Linked DNA regions of Gasterosteus aculeatus: region 1 is linked to region 2. Evidence: chromatin contacts called from public Hi-C data. All regions are on one chromosome and are shown on one strand. The core of a region is the stretch at or near the end of the contact, and the rest is flanking DNA. Distances in the headings are between cores, read along the strand shown.

What was found. Hi-C and Micro-C count contacts between places; a contact is called where the count stands out from the background.
Region 1: a contact with region 2 is called in a Hi-C map of whole body, with 3 times the contacts expected there. The contact joins the promoter of aktip here to the enhancer-like site in region 2. A contact is called at or near these places in 2 of 6 Hi-C or Micro-C datasets (skeletal muscle and whole body).

The regions. Positions count from the first base shown.
Region 1 is chr12:18,997,300-19,002,645 of fGasAcu3.hap1.1, forward strand. aktip (akt interacting protein) reads left to right here and starts at 2,628. Exons shown (of 11, transcript XM_040165052.2): 1 at 2,628-2,961; 2 at 3,344-3,422; 3 at 3,709-3,833; 4 at 5,181-5,346. The coding sequence starts at 3,786.
Region 2 is chr12:18,606,089-18,611,275 of fGasAcu3.hap1.1, forward strand. It overlaps irx5a (iroquois homeobox 5a), which reads right to left. Exons shown (of 3, transcript XM_040167696.2): 3 at 3,740-4,762. The coding sequence ends at 4,050. Among protein-coding and RNA genes, the nearest start is that of irx5a, 8.5 kb to the right of the region's middle. Within about 2 kb of position 2,938, at least 7 of the 9 cell types and tissues checked have open chromatin away from gene starts, as enhancers often do.

The DNA of each region.
Region 1 (5,346 bases), core at 1,378-3,877, 390 kb after region 2:
CCTGGCTGCGGAGTCTCACCTCTTGGCTCGGTGCGGGGTTGAAACGTGGCGTCCCGACCTTTTTTCCTATTTTATCGCCGTAACCTGACAACTGCTTTTGCAAAGATTGCAGCTTAGGAAGCTTAGCTGCAGCAGCAAGTGACCTTTACTTTTATTATGAATATTTCTATTTCCTCATTATTGTAGAGTGAAATCTATGCATGTGATCAGCACAATGGATTTCTTTTTCATTAGTTGTGTAAAATGCCACTCAGTGAATGGAGGGTCGGCCCCGCCAGATTGCCCCTCTCCCCCAGTGGAGGGATTTGACAATTGGAATTAATATGCGTGGAGCTTTCGTCCTCCATTTGTTGGCTGAGGTTTTCCAGGAAACTTTATCAGGGGTAACATTATTGAGAGCTTTGCCAAGAGCTTCTTCATCATGCTCATATCCGAGCTTCCCAAACACTTGTCACTGTCAATCACAAGGTGATAATACACCGATGATTCTCTCATTTGGTTTAATAAAATCTCCAGGCTTATTTGAACTGCAGTCATTACAGCAAATAATTGCTGCATTGAGGTTTTAGCAGGCCATAGCCTCGGGGACAAGGAAAGACTATTGCTATATGAAGGATTTGGCTGATGTTTTTTCTTTTGTATTCTTTACTCCCCAGTTGTTCATATTTCTAAAATGAATATTACATTTGAATCTAGATTTGGCTTTCTTTATTCAAACTAACATTGTTATTACATATTATCTGGATGTGGAATCATCTTTTCTCACTTTTTTATGTCTATGCTGTGAAGACAGGCTTCACCAGGGACTGCCAATTGTAATTTTTAACTGTCATTTAAACGCAATTGTAGACTTGAGTCCATCGGCCTAAAAGTCTCTGAAGAAATGGACCTACAGCAGGGAACATATTTCATGTTAAATTTGAATTTCAGCTGACGGCACGCAGATGGAAAAAAAACAATATATATAAATCTTTCAGACAGGAAAAATCAGATAATAAAATATACCATTACATCATTGATCTACATTGCAAATATAAAAAGGGATCTGATGCTGATATGATACTATTCACATGCAGTACTGTAGCTCATCATCACCGTGGCCCCTGTCAACTTGATATTTTGTATATAGCCTTTACTGCTTTATATATATATTCTAATCAAAATAAAGCTTAATGCCCGAGAAGGGTATAATAATTGACCTCCCACCAAATAGCAGATGCTGAAATATTTCCAGTATTAAGGAAACACAGCTCCAACGGGTTTCATAACGGTCACATATTCAATTAGTTAATCCAATCTCCCCATTTTAATTACATTCATTAGAGTATTTGTTTGACCAAACAAGGTCACAATAGTTGATTAGATAAAGAATCAATGGCAAAGACAAAAAAACTCATTACAAAACCAATGGTGTGAATATTTGCCCCCTTGTTTGTGTCAGACAGTTTATCTCAATGTCGATGGAGGCAAACCAGGCATAAACTTATTTGTTTTGAGGTGATCTTTGATTTGTACATGTCAAAAGAGTGATGGTGACCTTGCGTTGCCGGCTGCCCCAATGAAGCAGCAGGACACTAATTACCTTTGTCAGTGAAGTGTACTTGGAACAATACACAATCAGATAACAATAATGGAGTCAATAATTTGTATTTACTCTGAAACTTGGACAATGTCATTTCTCCCAATTAATGTAATCACCCATGCATTAAATTAGTTTTTTTTTTCTTACCCAGAAAAATAATTAGGGGTAATTGTTAGGAAATCAATCAATCAGCAGAATGAACTGCCAATGAAGCATGGTCGATACTAAAGAAATATGTGACGCAGATGGCTTGAGTCTTATCCTCAAGGGACTATGGCTGTGAGGTGCACTGAAACATTGAAATTAAGGCAATAGAAAAGTGTTTATTATTTTATTATTCATCAGAGGGCCTGCAGCGTTTTTTCTAGGGGACACTGAACAGATAATGTCGTTTAAAAAGACACACAAAAAAAAAACATTGATATTATGATCCGGAGGAAAAGTGTTATGAAAAAAGAAAAATGCACTTGATATTCAGTGTTAAAAAACTCCAATAACATTTAATAATGGCACCTGAAGAGGATAAGCAGAAAATAGATGTATTATTTTGGACTCTAACGTTACATTCAAATATTTAACAGTAGCTCTATTAACAATGTTTATTCAACCTCGAATTTAGCCAATTAATTTAGCAAAATATGAAATATTTCTAAAATGAACCACCCTGGAGTAAACAGCCATGTTGATTTTCGCAAAGAAAATGGGTCAATACCATTTTGGGGAAATGAATTAACTATTAACGGACACGACAGACTTCAATAACAATACAACAATAACACTTTTTTCATTGCAACTTGATTAACCTAGTCAACGAGCAGCAGTGCAGATACCGCTAGTAGACATTATATTCATTATTATATAAGACATCCCGAGCAATCATCTACAACTATTCCATTTAATTTAATATAGCTAAATTAAAAGTCCCTCGAATTAGGTTATCCTGTGGTTTGTCAGATAAGAAAAATGTCTTCTGTTAAAAACGCCTTTTCATTGTGCAATAAATCACCGTATCTTCCTTTCTTTCTTGTTCCACAAAAGAAAAACACAGCAACTGTACTCACGGTTTGATTGACAGCAAGCCATTGTTCCACGAACTACTTTCCCTACTCACGTGACGAGGAAACCAGCAAATGAAATGTGAGAAGTTTATCCTGTAGACCAATACAAATCCGAAGCCATACGCCGAAACGCCCCCTCAGTTGTTAGATTGAACTCTGGTTTCTCTGTCTGTCAAATTATTTAGCTAGCCAATGTTAGCTAGTTAGCCGGTATGACACTTAAAGGACTGACGAACAGCTGAGCAGTTCAGCGATACATACGCTAGGACACACGTTAATATCGCTCTTAAAAGCTCATTGTAAAGCTCTCTGACAAATACGGTGAGTTTCATCGCATAGTTTTTTCTTTCGCAACAGTTTAACTTAAAGGTATAACGTTAGACAATGTGTTGGCAACGCTAAAAGTAGCATTGCAAGCTAATGCTATAACTAATACATTGTTAACCTTAGTTAAGGAAAACAGGTGTGACAACGTCTGTGTGTGCACATCCTGCTTTTAGGCTTTGAGGGAGAATGTGGTTAGAGTTTAAGCTGCAAGCTAACGTTCTGTTAAGTCTATACTGTTTGCTAACGCAACGTTAGCACCGTTATGACGAATGGTACAAAACTCGATATCCTGTCAGGAATGCCACGATATTAATAGCAGATTTTATTGAAATTCAAACACTGTTCTCTGGTGTTGCCACCCGACGACAAACTACAGCGATCAACTTGCTACACAACTGACTTTCCAAACGTCGATGGCAATCAAACTCTTCGCTTCCTTCATGAAAACAGCTAACGTAAGTTAGCACAGAGCTAAGCTATCCCAAACAATCCCTCACATCCCCTGTCATTATAGCGATTGTCAACGTTTCTCATTTTGTTTTTCCATCTGCACTTATTGATAAGACAGATTGATAACGACTATGAAATTGCAATGAAGTATTGCCATAGTGTTAACCTGCTAGATGACACGAGATCCGTATGAAATACTTGACTGTATACTTGAATACTTGACCTGTGTTCTTTTGAACGGAAGCTACAGTCACTTGTGTCAAGCGTCTTTTCTTTCTTTTGTCATTACAGTTTTGGATGGCCAGTACAGCTCTTGTCGTGGGATCTACATAGAAAGAGGGACACCATTCTGAACCTCTGGATGAGTAATGAACTTAAACCCCTTCTGGAGCATGTCTTCCAATTCAAGTCGTAAGGTAAAGTTCAAAACATTGTACTATAATATTGTTTAGTGTTCATATGATGAGCTTGACATGGTAGTTTTGCAAGGGTGCACCATTCTTAAACAATTTAATATGGATTTATCTTTATGGATCATACGCTTGCTAAAGTTTTCAGAAGATCCTTCAAAGTTCCTTTTGCATCATCAATAAATTTCATACATCTGTGATCAACTTGGAGATTAAACGGTACCTGACTTTTTCTCCCAAGTAATTAACACTATATGGTAAATGGGCTGCACTTGTACGACACTTTCCTTGTGCTCAAAGCTCTTTCCCCGCATCATGTCATCTTATGACGAGGTGGTGCCTGCGCATCAGGTATCTTACTAACCATTAACATCCATTTCTACACTGGCACAGTTTGCCAGAGCAACTCTGGGTTTTAAATGCCCCCAAGGACACGTTGACATGGACCAGCGGGAAATCGAATCCCCAATCCGTTGACCTTGCTCTGCCACTGAGCAGAGTTCCCTACATGCATCAGTGTCAACAGCTCTCAGCACTTATAAAGATGATGTGTTGGTACTCTGCACCCTCAACTGTGTTCAGACATCAGTCATCTGATATTTAAGAAAGATAGTTCCTTTTCAGTTTACTTTCTGTAGTTAACGGTTTGTTTTGAGCAGTGTATAGCTTTACCAGCAAGCCTTACTTCTGGCGATTTTAGTACAGCGAGGTAGTGCCCAACTGAATTCCCACAAAGTGAAGGGGAGGTACATTTCAGCATGCTTATGTAAGCGAAGAATGTAGGAGGTCCAGCCTGAGCATGAGTGCAGCAGGAGTTCTTCTTTTCCAGCCTCAAAGAAACATTTCAAACATTAGGTATTCAAGTCCGACTTCAATGAATGTAGACGCTAAATACGTTGCATCATGGCAATTATCCACTGTAAACATTCCTAGCATACTGGTTGTAATCATCAGCATTTGTTGTGGCTTCCTGATGCTTTTTGCTCTGTGAATAGTGACACTGTACGCTGGCTGCATCATTGTGACCGGTAAAAGTTAAACGCAACTTTGGCAGTGTAACCTGAGATGTTGGACACGCCACATTGTAAACTGATCAACTGGGTCGACGGTGGCGCGTGGAGTAGAGAGGGTGCGCTGGGAAGGGAAGGTTGGCGGTCCGAACCCTGGCTCCCCCAAAAGCGTCAGCTAAATTACCTGTAATGTAATGTAACTGCATAATGGCTCAAATGATATTATTTTCTAATCTAAAGACTTTTTTTTTTCTGCCTTCTTTTCACACCGCTGGACTTCTTGTTTCTTTTTCTATACATCTGATGTGCTGAGATTCTTGTTTATATTTCTCATACAAAACAGCAGAGAACTGACAGCGAGGATCAGAGTGGACACAGTGAGCAGAGAGCCAGCCCAGCCCGGCTGCCCTTTGGCAAAAAGCAGCTTCCGCCCATTCCTAAGAATGCAGCCCCCGTTACCAAGCCTGCGTCAATGGGCACCCCGGCCCAGTCGTCCAACGGCACACACG
Region 2 (5,187 bases), core at 1,688-4,187:
CTCAACAGCCAACTGCATTTCAGACCCAGATATAAACGAACCGCATTTTTGCAAGAAGAAAAAAAAACAAACAAACAACACCCTCTTTTTTACTTTAACCCACTTTATACCTCATTAGGAAACGACCGCGTTGCTGATCACGCGCAACCGCCGTCAATAATCTGCGCGCGTCAAATAGCGGGTGTCTTCTTACACATCTGAGCAAAATGTGACCCCCGACTCGTAAACGACGTGCACAGTGTGCAGACGGACTGCGGGTTGTGATCCGGCCGCACTCGGTCCCCTCGGCGCTGTTGGAAGTGTGTTCATCAGCAGGTTTTGGTTTCACCTTGTGATCCGACAGAATACGGGAGGATCTGAGAGGCGTTCACGGACCTGTCCGGTGGCAGGTGTCTATAATCCGTTTGGTCCACAGCGCCCGAGTTTCATCACAAGTCTGCCCCTGGTGTACATCTTTGGCCCAAACCGGTTCCCGCTATCATCAATGGCATTTCAGATAAATATTGTTTTCTTACAACAACCCCTCCGCCTAAATGTCTGTTATTGGAAAAGGGATGTTTGTAGCGGGCGATGGAGCAGCATTAGCACCTGTGATGAGTGTCCACCATGATGCTAAGATCATTACAATAACAAAAGGGTTTGAAGGGGCAACGGGTGCAAACTTTCAACATTAGATCCAATCGTGTCGAAAAGAAGCAACTGCAGTATTCTTTCGTTATTCAGCCTATTGGCACTATTTCCAGTCACTAATGAAACTCCCCTTGGTGACACAGGCACTGCCGTAACGAAAGAGAAGCGTTTGCTGTTGCTGTTCTGACAAAGAAGATAGTTTTTGTGTTTGCTATATGCAAATAAATGACTTATGATGCATTTTTCGATTGGCAAAAAATGTACATTGTAGTCGTTCAGGTCAAAGCAGCAGTATTCACCCTCATAGTTGATTCAGCTAATGTAAATACATCTTAAGTTGCGGCCTTTAGAATTAATGTAGCCTATCCCGTGGCCTTTATTTTTGGAGAGGGGGAGGGGGGGATCTTTAATTGATATGACGACAGTAACAAGAAGCATTTTTTTCCAAAACACCCCGGATCGTCTGAGACCTCAACAGTAACAAAGTCGGAGTGAAGGGTACAGACCTTATCCTCCTCTTTTCTTTCCTGCTTCTTCTCCTGTCGGATTATTTCCCCCTTTTCCACACGTGGGAACGGTTTCACCCCTACTTAGTATGCTCACATTGTAGCAATCCCAACAATGAACCGACACGCCATTCAAGCCAAGGGGAAGCCAGGGAGCAAGTTGTATTAAGTTGCAGGGAGCATCTCCCCTGCAGGCTATATGCCTCTGATGAAGGGTTGCACATCCTCCCGCTCCGCTCCTCCAAGTAATCACGGGGTTAATTGACTGGCTTTCATCACGCCCAGAAATAGAACAAGTATAATCAACGATCAAATATATATCCAATATTTTAATTAGCGAGATATTTTTCTTTTTTTGCACACGTTGCGATGTGCTAAATAGTCGCCATGTTGAGCTGAAACACAGGGACATCAGATAAACTGTCGATATAGGCTATAAACATTTGTTTTATTAATTGCATAATAACAATACTAACGATAATAATAATAATATGACCAATATTAATTATTATTATTAGTAGTACGTAAGTTAATCAATTGCATAAGTAACCCCGACTCAAGGAGCATGTGTGATGCATCTTCTCCCACTGGGTGATTTAAACATTTCTTTTTTGGAGGGAGTCAATTTTGAAATAATTGGGAGAAGAAAATCCACATTATAACCTAAAATATGTAAAAGAAAATGGTATCCGTAGCAAAAAAAAGTTATATTAAAGATCGTTTTATTTTGTTTAGGTTGTTTCACCTCTGAGAGGAACGACAAACAAGTTAGGTTAAGTTAATCTGAATAGCTCTGCCGCGTTTAGTTTGTTGTAACCCCTCCTCCCCCAAACACACACATACACTCACACGTAAAACAAATTGTCACAGTGTTTACCTATAGTCCCACACAGAGGATTTACACCACACAAACAGTGTGTATATTGTCCCTGTGAAACATGACTTCTTCAATCAATTCCGAGAAATCGACGCGATAACTAATAAAAGTCTTAATACTCTCCGAGGGGACATCGCATCGAACAGTTCAAACCTCCGGGGATCGGCAAAGAAAAAACATAATTATGCTATTTAGCCGGTTGATGTGTCGCAATCACTGCTCCAGCACACTCTGTCAGATTAAAATAGAGGGCCCGAGTAGAGGACATTAAGGCTAAGGGAATTATAGAAACCTCAGGGGAGATTTCCAATTGGAGAAGGGGAAAGTAAACTATAGAGATTAATGGCAGCCATAAACAAGATCATGCTGTCCCACTTCAGTGGAGGTCAACAATAACAGCATTAATACTAATAATAATTATTATTATTATTCATAATAATTGGTATTATAGTAATGTACCATTTAAACTGCAATGTAATATCCACCAAATAACCACTGCATAAACTAATATTCAAGGCGGGTAGTTCAAATAAAAACATTAATGGGCCTATAAATTATATTATATATTTTTGCTATTAGCAATAGTGATCATCAGTATAATACTAGATTTTGTTATATTGTACTTTTAGTTGGTTGAATGTATTACTCTAACATTAATAAATCATCAGCAACAAAACAAAATGTAAAATTCAAAAGCACCTCGCTTTTTTCAATTATGTTTTTTTGCTCTGCATGTCCGTCAAGTATGTAATTTGTGGCTCTTTTTTTTTTATCCATTTGTCATAGTTGCTATAATCCTCATAATAACTGTGATCATTGTGTGTGTGTGTGCCCCATTGGCTCCACTTCCTTTTAACCAGGCCATTTGATCAGGGATGGGTTTCCGTGACGGATTAACAAAAGAGTCCCCCTGAAATTAGGAGCAAGTGTGACACCTACCTGCGGAAGTTGGAAGAGTTAGCGGACAGCGCCGGGCTACCGGCTGCACGGTGTAAAACATTCCGCGTGTCTCTGCATGTGCATGTGCATGTGCGTCACAGCGTTCTCCCCTTTTTCTCCAGACATCAGTGTTTCACATCCAACGCGCCATTACAGGATACTCTTCATTAATGGTATATAATAGGCCAGTATGTTCTAAATGCATGGTCGCGTCCCTTTTTAACAGCTTTGCCACGCCTTGGAAAATAGTAATGAGCTCTAAATTTGGCATAAAATCGAGCTCATTACCGGAGTTCACCACCTGATTGCTCCGCATAAAGCACGATAGGTAATTGGGTTAAACGACTGCGCCTCGGTGTTGTTGTGATATCAATATCCACGTTCACAAAGATGCTCAAGGAAGAAAAAAAAGGGCCCACGTTGTATTCAAAGAGAAAATAAAATGGTGATATTTCCCGGACCGATATTGAGTGTCGATTCCAACATTCTTCAGTCACAAAAAATAATAAAATAAACGATATATTTGCAGCAAAAACGGAAGATGAACTCTTTTATTGTTTAGAGTTTCCAACATCCATATGCTGAATGTAGTAGGCCCTTCCTCTGTCGTTTGTCAGAGCTCTCACTCCCAAAAGCTTTTTTTTTTTTTTGGAATGGCAACTACCATAGAAAAATCTGTCACCGTACAAAATTCAATTCATATTGTGTAGATAAATTGGCCTCGAAGTACTTTTGACACATATCAGGCGAAGCCAATGGCTCACCAAAAATAATCGCTGCACAGGCATTTTTTTTTTCTCCATAATTTACTTCAAAGATAGTGTGTTGTCCATTTTAAATACAAAAATGCTACATTAAATATACACGTTAGTCTATAATACAAACAGACTCAGGTGGCTGCAGCAATTAAGACCATTCTCTTTACACTTTATAATTAACCATTCAGAAACTAAAAATTTGAAGATAAGCATTTACTCTGAAAATATCTGCTGTCAGAATTTGCTTCATCATAATTCTTTTTTTCTTTTCTTTTTTTTTTTTAATGCAACCACAAAAAAATAAATAAAAGTCCGCAGTGAGTGTAAAATAAGCAGGTATTAAATGTTTGACATACCTTTCTTTAGTTCATAAGGGGAGTCTTTACAAAGATCTACCTGCGTTTGGCTTCTGACTTTCTGGCTCTCTCTTACCAAAGCCTCTGCTCTATTCAACACAGTCTGGTTTAATCCATTGAAATGTGCCGTGGAGCCCGTGGTTACCGAGCCATGGTTACCGTGAAGATGTCCAAAACTGCCCCCATAGTTCGTGTAGCCCGGGTAGAAAGGGGAGGTGTAGTACAGAGGCCTGGATAGCACCGTGCTGTTGGGGAGCGGGCACTGAGGGGAGGACCGCGATGGAGACGCGTTGGTGCCCATCGCCGCGATCTGACCCAAACCGGGGCCAGCCTGTGGGCCCTCGCCGCTGCCCTTACACCTGTCTGTGGAGGTGGCGATCTCCGCCAGGGACCAGAGTTTTGGTTTCGGGGCCGAGGGGGGCGAGTGGATAACAGAGGTCGCGTTGCTGGTCACCGAGCCCGTCGCCAGGCTCAAATCTGACGGCTTGTCTTGCTGCGCGGCGGCGGCCTGGTTCCCTCGGGGCAGCGCCGAGGGAGACGACGTGGTCGGTTTCGCGGAATCCGGCAGCAACTCTGTAGTCCGCTCCTCCGGGTCTTTTAACTCCGAGTCGCTCAGAAGGGGATCCGTGTCTTTGCCATGGGTCTCCTCTTTAAATCTGTCACAGCCCGTGTCCCCTGGGTTCAGCAGTTTATGATCTAAAAGGACAAAATGAAGAATGGAGTTATTGCCAAATAAGCGTGACATTAAAATGTTAATATAGCTGTAACATATGGTTTTTTGGGGGGGGGGGGGGGGCAATCGCGAGGCAAGTGAGCAGCATTGCGAAATGGAATCGGGTGCATGGACACAATTATGCATAATTCCCTTTAAAACATTTCGAACATATCCCATAAATTGCCCTTTTTTTTAAACTTGTGATATAAAAAAAAAATAAGGCGAGTGAATTGAAAGAGTACAGCAGTATTCCGCGAACCCGAACAATGTGATAGAAATTGATAGACGTGTGAGCATAAAGTAAGAAGACTATTTTGATTTACAAATATATATTTTTGCTAGTGAAGATTATCGCGTCGGTCGTAATGGTAATAAGCATTCGCCAAACGCTCAAAGCTGGAATATA